Regions from separate parts of the Pan troglodytes genome. Here region 1 is linked to region 2. A link is a contact called in public HiChIP or PLAC-seq data. All regions are on one chromosome and are shown on one strand. The core of a region is the stretch at or near the end of the contact, and the rest is flanking DNA. Distances in the headings are between cores, read along the strand shown. Region 1 holds the start of TP53RK (TP53 regulating kinase). Region 2 holds the start of ZNF334 (zinc finger protein 334).

The links. HiChIP or PLAC-seq counts read pairs in DNA pulled down with a chosen protein or histone mark.
Region 1: an H3K4me3 HiChIP or PLAC-seq map of stem cell-derived excitatory neurons shows a contact between it and region 2, with 5 times the contacts expected there. The contact joins the promoter of TP53RK here to the promoter of ZNF334 in region 2. A contact is called at or near these places in 5 of 7 Hi-C or Micro-C datasets (blood, induced pluripotent stem cells, a lymphoblastoid cell line and 1 more) and 1 of 1 datasets of contacts at active chromatin or transcription factors (stem cell-derived excitatory neurons).

The regions. Positions count from the first base shown.
Region 1 is chr21:52,949,690-52,954,207 of NHGRI_mPanTro3-v2.0_pri, forward strand. TP53RK (TP53 regulating kinase) reads right to left here and starts at 2,142. Exons shown (of 2, transcript XM_514697.9): 1 at 986-2,142. The coding sequence starts at 1,268.
Region 2 is chr21:52,772,521-52,777,627 of NHGRI_mPanTro3-v2.0_pri, forward strand. It overlaps ZNF334 (zinc finger protein 334), which reads right to left and starts at 3,317. Exons shown (of 10, transcript XR_010154066.1): 1 at 2,259-3,317; 2 at 1,805-1,863.

The sequences.
Region 1 (4,518 bases), core at 892-3,391, 180 kb after region 2:
TTAACGAAACAGATCATGAGGCTGAAAACAGAAATATGAATACACAAATAACTTCATGAAATCTTAAGACTCTGAAAGGGCAGCAATGTGTCCGCTTGTTGGCTACTGAATATCCCCCACCCAGATCTCCCAGCACTTAACAATGTCCTGGTACCCACTGGTACCTAAAAAATACTGATAAAAGAAAGGCAAGAAGCGTAAAAGTAAAAAGCCAGGGCTTCTGAGTCAGAGGCATAAGGAGCTGAGGGCCTGGACCGGCCACTTAGTAACCGTGTAACCTTGGGCAAGTTACTTCTCTCTGAGTGTCACTTTCTCATCTGAGGACAAAGTTTATGGTGCTGGCGCACAATGATGTTTAATGAAAAAATAGGCAATTTAATGAAATCCAACATTTATCGGGCACTATGTGCCAGGCACACATTCGAAGATAATACGTGACACACATACCGCCTCTAATGGTCACAACATCCCTATGACATGGATACTGCTACTATGTCTCCCATTTTACAGGTGAGAAAACCGAGGCTGAGAGGCTAAATAACTTGTTGAAAGGCTACATAAGCAGCAGAGTTAGTATTTCAACCCAGGGAGCCTGGCTCCAGTGGGGCAAGTACTTGTCATTACATGTTTCTTAAAACTAATAAATGGAAAGATAATGATCGAAAATTGAAACGAGTCAAATGGGGAAACCAAGGCTCAGGGAAGTTAAACATGTTCAACATTGAGCAATAATGACAGATCCCAGATTTGAACCAGGCAGAACGGCCTCAGGACAAAAGCTTGACGCTGCATGGCCACGTGGTTTCTTAAGACTTAACGAATGAAGAAAGGGATGAAAGAATAACATTTCCGAAAGGCCGGCCACGGCAGAAGGCACAGAAGGAGAAACTGAGTCAAATCGAGCTTCGGAGCGCAGGGGAGTCCCTCACCCGCCCAGGCCCCAGAGCCTCGGGGCCGCCCACGCCGGGATCCCGGCCCACCTTACCAGCGCGGCGGCAGCGGAGGAGCGCCCGGGCCTCCTGCACCGTCCGCCGTCGGCCAAGCCGCGCCTCCAGCGCCGGGTGCCGGTAGCCCTTGGGGAAGCGGTGCTTGATCACCGCCGCGCGGCCCTGGAAGCGGCCACGGAACACGCGCGCCTCGGCACCCTGCTTCACCAGCTCCAGGCCGCTCAAGAAGCGGCTGCTCCGCTCCCGGGCTGCGGCCAGAGCCTCAGCCTCCGGGGCGGGATCCTCGCCATCGGCCGGCGTAGTAGCTCTGGCCGCCGCCATGACTGTGCTCGGCGCAACAGCTCCAACCGATCAGCTGTCTCTGAAAACTGTCGCGATGCTTCGGCTCGCTTCGGAAATCCTGGGACTTCTTCGGCAATCCTGGGACTTCTTCGGCTACCCGAATGCGTCCACCCCGCACACTTCCGGCCTGTAAGTGGTTACGCCTGCCAACTTTTCGGCTCTCTGAAGCCTTAGGTTCCCTGCAGGAAGGGCTCTGTGGCCCCGCCTTCCGCCTCTTCGGCTATCTCCGTACACGTTCGGCAACGCTCAGTAAGTGGCTCTTCCCGACTCCTTGGCTCTCCGGAAATCTTCGGTGACTCTCGCAGCCGGCTTTGGGGGCCCACCTCTCAGTTGGTCGTCTCTTTCCGGAAAACTTCGGCGCCTCTCGAGAAAAACGTCGGACGCACTTTGCTCTCTTCAGAAGTCTCTTCCGGGACAGCTGCACCCTCTAGTAGTCTCTTTTTGGAACTCCTCTTCCCCTGACTCCTACATTCCCCCCAAAATGTACTCATACAAGTCAGGGTTGGAAGGGTCAGACAATGAACCATGTTTCCGACATCCTCTTAAGTGCTAGGATAACTACCATTTAGTGCATTCAGAAGAAATAAGGTTAAATGATGAAAATCCTTACAGAAAAGAAAATTGAGACTCAGAGATGGCAGAGGGGGTGGTAAGATGGGGTGGGGAGTGGGGGCTGGGGAATCCGGGAAAATCTTCCGGAGACAGAACCTAAACTGAATTGGGAATAATTACACTTTTTCAATTTCTACCTGTTTCATTACAAAGCTTATAATAACACAGGCTGTAGCAAATTCTTACAATACGGAACTTTGCACACGCACACATAAATAAATAAACTACCTATCCCCCTTGTGACACTGCTGGCCGTTAGTTCCTTTCCAGAATTTTCTTTTATTCAGTGTGCGCACTCACACATCGTTGTGGCGTTTTTTCCAACATAAATGACATCATACTGTGGGTTCTTTGGCAACTTGCTTTTCATTTTCCTAAACGATTTATCTCAGACTATATTCCATATCAATACATACAGAGCTACCACGTCCTTCTACCTGGTCAGGCAGTTTCTTGTTGCTAAACAGTTGTTTCCAGTTTGTTGTTTTTCAGGAAAACACTTTACTTACTATTGCCAGTTTATTATAAAAGATAGTATAAAAGATAAAAATGAACAGCCAGATGAAGATGTACATAAGGAAAAGTAAAAATTGTATGTGTTTATCGTAAGTAACATGTTTTGAAATATGTATACATTGTGGAATGGCTAAATCCAGCTAGTTAACATTACCTAACATACTGATCATTTCGGGGGTGAGGACACTTAAAATCTATTATCTTAGCATTTTTCAAGAATACAACACATTGTTATTATCTATAGTCACCATGTCGTGCAATAGATTTCATGAATGTTCCCTCCTATCTACCTGAAATTTTGTATCCTTTGACCAACATCTCAAAATCCTTCCTATCTCCCTCCCCCTACCCCACCGCTTGGTAACCATCATTCTACTCTGCTTGCATGAGTTCAACTTTTCTTACCTTCCTCATATAAGTGAGATCATGGGATATTTGTCTTTCTGTGCCTGGCTTATTTCATTTAACACAATATCCTCCTGTTCCATCCATGTTGCTGTAAATGACAGCATTCCATTCTTTTTAAAGGCTGAATAGTATCCCATTGTGTGTATAAATGTACCATATTTTTATCCATTCATTTAGTGATGGGCACTCAGATTGAGAATTGTGAATGATGCTGCAATTAACATGGGACTGCAGACATCTCTTCAATATACTGATTTTGTTTCCTTTGGATATGTACCCAGTAGTAGGGTTGCTGGATCATAAGGTAGTTCTATTTTTAATTTTTTGAAGAACCTCCATACTGTTGTCCATAATGTCTGTACTAATTTACATTCCTATCAACAGGGTGCAACGGTTCCCTTTTCTCCACATCCTTGCCAACACTTATTATCTTTCTTATATTTTAAAATAGCGATTCTAACAGGTCAGAGGTGATATCTCATTGTGGGTTTAATTTGCATTTCTCTGATGATTAGTGATGTTGAGCATTTTTTTTAATATACCCGTTGTCCATTTTTATGTCTTCTTTTGAGAAAGATTTCTTTGGATCTTTTGCCTACTTTTAATTCAGGTTTTGTCCTTTCTTACTATTGGATTGTATTCCTTATATATTTGGATATTAACCCCTCATCAGATGTATGGTTTGCAAAAATTTTCTCCCATTCTGTAGTTTGTCTTTTCACTCTTTTTTTTTCTTTTTTCTTGACTGTGCAGAAATGTTTTAGTTTGATGCAATTCCATTTGTCTATTTTCACTTTTGCTGCCTGTGTTTTGAGAGTCCTACACAAAAAATCGTTGCTAAGGCCAATGCCATGACATTTTGTCCCTGTTTTCTTATAAGGTTTTATAGTTTTGGCTCTTACATTTCAGTCTAATCCATTTTGAGTTGATTTCTGCATGTGATGTAAGATAAGAGTCTAAATTCTTTCACATGAATATCCAGTTGTCCCAACACCATTTATAGAAAAGACTGTCCTTTCTCCATTACGTGTTCTTGGCGTGTTTGATGAAACTCAATTGACTATAGTGTGTGGATTTATTTCTGGGCTCTCTATTCTGTTCCATTGGTCTATGTGCCTGTTTTTATGCCAGTGACATGCTGTTTTGATTACAATAACTTTGTAGTATATTTTGAAGTCAGGCAATATGATGCCTCCAGCTTTGTTCTTTTTGCTCAAGATTGCTTTGACTATATGGAGTCTATTATGATTCTATATAAATTTTAGAATTTTTTATTTCTACAAAAATGTCATTGGAATATTGATAAGAATTACATGGAATCTGTAGGACATTTTAACAATGTTACTTCTCCAGTTTTGTTTCATTTTTTTTTTTGTTTTGTTGTCTGTTATAAACAGTGCTGCAGTGAGCAGGCTTATCCAGCCATCTTTGCACACATGAATGTTTCTGAGGACATCTTTCTACAAGTGATATTGCTGGGTTGTAGGTGACAAGCACTTTGAAACTCGACTCCTCAGCCAAACTACCCTCCCAAAGTTTTGTGCCTATTTATGCTTCAGTCAAATTCATGTCTCATTTTCCCATATCTTCATCTTCATTGAAATTCTCAGGTGCTGGAATGCTCAGTCAGGGGGTGGAGAGGGAGGGTGCTCAGGTTCCAGGCAGTGAGAACAGACACAGGGTAGGATTGGGT
Region 2 (5,107 bases), core at 2,067-4,566:
CAGACTGCTGAGAAAGCTACTAATACTATGACAACCCACGAGAAACTGAGGCAGGAGAGGAGGAGATGGAAGTGAAAGGACAAATTCAAGAAATGTTTATGTGACAACATTAGCAAGCTCGACAAACAGGTATGGTAGGACGTGAGGAAAAGGAGAATTAAGATGGACTTCAGGCCGGGCGCGATGGCTCACGCCTGTAATCCCAGCACTTTGTGAGGCCGAGGCAGGAGGATCACGAGGTCAGGAGATTGAGACCATCCTGGCTAACATGGCGAAACCCCGTCTCTACTAAAAAATACAAAAAATTAGCCAGGCGTGGTGGCGGGTGCCTGTAGTCCCAGCTACTCATGAGGCTGAGGCAGGAGAATGGTGTGAACCCGGGAGGCTGAGGCAGGAGAATGGTGTGAACCCGGGAGGCAGAGTTTGCAGTGAGCTGAGATCGTGCCACTGCATTCCAGCCTGGGTGATAGAGCGAGAGCCCATTTCAAAAAAAAAAAAAAAAAGATGGCCTTCATTTTCTGGCTTGTCTCGCTGGTCAGATGGAAGCAGCACTGATAGGGAAAAAAGAAGCAGCAGCACATTGAGCAAGTTGTAAGTATTATTTCCATGTTGGATATGAGGACTCCATGTGCCTTCTAGACATCCTTACAGAGATGTTCAGCAAGAATCTCAAGCTGAGGTCCTCAGAGGCAGAAATATCTCAGAGCATAAAGACTCACAAGTTAAAACCACAAAGGGCATGAAAAAAAATCAGAAAGAATAATGGGCTAACAATGGAATAGCAATGTTCATGAAACAAAAGATTGTATAAAAGATATAAAGAAGACATGATTACAAGCTGGGTGTGGCAGCTCACAGCTGTCATCAGTGCACTTTGGGAGGCCAAGGTGGGAGGATCACTTGAACCCAGGAGTTCGAGACCAGCCTGGGCAACATAGTGAGACCTCATCTCAATTAAAAAAAAAAAAAAGACATGATTACAGAGCTACAAAGAGAATCATGTGAGTGATACCACAGACATTATCAGAGGTGCCTATTAGGGAGGGGGCAGTCATACTGTCAAATGCAACAAAGAGTTTGGTAAAGTATGAACTGAAAGATACTCATTGGGTTTGAAAATATTTAGGTTACTGCTAAATTTTTCCAGAACAGATCCATCAGAATGGTGGGGGCAGACACCAGACTGTATCAAGTGGGTTGAAATGAGACAGGCACGTGAAGAAGTTTTACCTACAGAATATAATATTGAATTGTTCCGTCTAGAACTTGTTTTATAAGTATAGCTGAAATAAAGTTATGGGGCATTATTTGAGGAACATTATTCTATTTGTTATAGGTTTTATCCATTTATTCTAGGTCTTATCAGTGGATCATAGACATCACAGAGAACCATCAGAATGCTGCCTGTTCGGATGACACTGGATTGGTTCCCTGTAATTACTGTGCTCTGCCTGGGTATAGAAGTCACAGGAAACCCATACCATTTCTTTCTCAGCTGTTTTTGGCAGAACTGTCTCTACTTCACTTACTCAAAGATCATCCAAGAAAATTTTTAGATATAAATGACGGGAAAACCACACAAAAATCCAGTGTAAGGGCTATCTCATATTGTCTGGGCCTTTCTGGAACCATTTGAGTAACTATAGGAATATATGATTTCTGTATATCTATGTCCACTTTTCCAGTATTGATCGAATACTCTTCTCTGATGCTGAATTTTATACATTTCGTTTCATCTGCAAACTACTCTAAACCTCTTGAAATTCACTGTATAATGTGAGAAGTAAATCCCTGAGCAACTTACCTGAAATTTTTTCATTTTCAGGTTCTCTTGAGAAAGGGCCAAGAGTGTTGAAAGCAGAGCTGGGTAAGGAAGAATGGGGAATGGAATCATGAGCGATTTGGCTCACACAGCAGCTCTACAATTACCTACAAAGCCACACACCCATTTAAAAACATGGCCCTTTGACCAGTCTGGTTCAGGAAGCAACATCTTGAGGAAACGTTCACTTGTCCATTTATAGTTCTAGAATGGTCTCATAGAGCTTTTCTTACTGAGTGTCAACAAATGTTTTCTACTGAATTACTGTCAATCTATGCCTCCTTTGAAAAAAATTGAAAACGTCTGAGTCCAATTAATAGGAGACTAGGTCAACGAAAGTTAGTATATACAAAGCCTGGAACACTATTTTGGCATTAAAATGGACTCTAGGATTAAAAGATTTCTTGGAACAGGAAAATGATATTATGTCACTTACCTGTTTTCCTACTAATGTGTTTAGCCACTTGAGATGACAGAATCCAGAGAGAATGAATGAAAGTGCTTTAAGGTGTTTGTCTTTTTGACAGTTTGGTTTCCCTTAGCTGCAGTTTCACAAGAGGACCTTTTACTAAGAAACTTCTTGTGGTAGGTAACGTAAATGTGGTAGATGACGAAAGCCCTGACCTGGTACTCAAAGGACCAGAATTCAGTTATTGGCTCTGTCACTAGCAAACTGCATTACTGAAAAAAATATTTACTAAGTCGTAATTTTAATATAAGATAAATTGGTTTTTAGTCTTTCCTTTACCCCTATCGTGTAGCTCTGTAAGGGGTAAACTCAGTAAATCCCAGGTGAGGTGATGAACATGGTTGGTGCAGCTCTGAATAAACAGAGGGTGGAGATGGTAGGGAATGACATGTATGTGTTTAGGAAGTGATGAAGACATCATTTCCTTATTTATAACCAGTACGCCTTCCCTCCAACCCAGGACTCTCGCAGATACCTCCAGTGAAGCGTCTTTTCCTGTCAAATCTTGACCCTGCCCATTCCAGCTCACATCCTTCTTCCGAAAGTTGAACTGAACTTCGCTGAGCTATAGTAATCAATGGCTGCAAGACTAAGTGCATCAGCAGAAGTTCTGGAAAGAGGCTCTAGCTACTTGGATGCGTAAACCTTTCACCTTCACCAAGCGCCTTCTTCGGGCAAATCGGGGCCCTAGAGAGAGCTCGCCCCGTGGCCTGCAGGTCAGGAGCCCAATCCTGCCCTGGCTGCCTCGCCTCCCGACCACAGGAAACCCTCCCTCCAAAGACAGGGAGAGCGCGCGTCCACCCTCCGCAGACCCGAGGCCAGCTCCGCCCGGCCCCACCGTTCCCTCCGACGCCCGAGTGCTCAGAGCTCGCCGCCAGCCCTTCCTATAGGTTGTGGGTGCACCCGCTTCGCCTCCAGTTCGCACCAGGTCCAAGTCTCGGCGGGACCAGGGATTCACGGGCTGCAGGACGCTCACCCGGAAGAGCCTGGCGAACCGGAAGGGCGTCCAGGTAAAAAACAGGAACCGCACATGCGCAGAAAGGCCCCCGGGCCGCCTTTCCCGGGGCTCTCCCGGGCCCCGCGCCGGCTTTCCGGACCACAGTCCCCAGAAGGCGTCGCGGCCACCGCCCTACTCTGAGGGATCTTTGAGGAGTTTCTGCTTTAACTACAGAGTTTGGGTGACTGCTGTGAATCATCAATACGAAAAGTAAAGTTTCATATCCGTTTCATCGAAGTCTATAGATGAGAAAGGAAAATTCTGCGAAATGAAAATGACTGCTAAAGATATTCCAGCAGAATATTAAGGGAATAATACTAACGACCTGCAGAAAATTTCTCCCAAACAGGATACAAAATCATTGCTGGCTTTCAATACGTGAAGATTGAAAATAAATCAGAATATCTCTGAAGAAAATGATCTATTAGCCGTAACCCCAATTCCCAGAGATACCCGAGTTTAACATTAGGTGCACATTCTTCTGACAGTTTTACAAAGAGGAACTCATATGGGTCTAGTAATTTGTTATTTTTTAAATTAGCAATATAGTTAATATACTTTAATACCACGAATTATCTCATATACATTGTGAGTAATATAGAAAATAGTTTTACATCCACAAGGAAAATACATACAATCATGTATGGTTTAACGATGGGGATACACTCTGAGAAATGTGTCTTTAGGCAACCTCGTCTTTGTGTGAACATCATGGAGGGTTCTTACACAAATCTAGACGATATAGTCTACTACACACCTAGGCTGTATGGTATAGCCTATTTCTCCTAGGCTACAGACCTGTGTGGCATGTCACTGTCCTGAATACCATATGCAATGGTAACACAATGGTATTTGTGTATGTAAACATATGTAAACATAGGGAAGGTGCAGTAAACGTACAGTATTATAATCTTATGAGACCACAGTTGTATATGCAGTACATCGTTGACTGGAACATTCTTATATTATGCATGACTGTATATGAATTGTATACATATTGAATAAATAGAACTTTATAAAACTTTACTCATTGGAAGGCATGAAAGTTTCTGACAAAGTTATAATGTATTATTATTCAATTCCAGAAAAGAACAATTAGCGACTGGTGGTAGCTAGTCTTCAAAGATGGCCCCCAATGAACTAAACTTCCCAGTATTCCAGGCTTGTATATTTCCCTCCCACGTTGACTTTGACTGACTCTGTGACTCTCTTTAACCAAAAGAATGCGTCAGAAGTCACACTGTGCCAGTTCCAGAAAATAAGCCATACAAAGTCCTGGCAGCTTCAGCTTTGCCCTTTGAAGAGTCCTTAGACGCTATGTAAGACATGCAGCTAACCTGTTAGACCAAGTGGAGAAACCAGGAGAAGTAGGAAGTGAGAGGCCCTGAGACCACATGGAAAAAGAGAGGCCCATCTTTCCTAGCAATGCAGCTATCCCAGCCTTCCAGTCATCCTTGCCTAGAGACATCAGACATATGAGTGAACATTCCAGGCCAGTGAAGTTCCTGGATGACTTCAGCTCCAGATGAAATCATATAGCTGATCCCAGTAAACATACAGACTACAAGAAATAATGAATTTTATTATTTTAAGCCTCTAAGTTTTGGGTGGTTTGTTACACAGCAATAGCTAGCTAAGCACCAACAAAAGATGATGTCCAAGAATATAATATGAAAAGCTGCCATTTCAAATCATTGAGAAAGGCTTATTGTTAAATAGATTATTGAAAAAGTGTTGTGGGACAACTCACTAACCATTTGGAGTAAAAAACTAAGATTAAATTCCCATCTCACACATTATAATCAATATATTTCACATT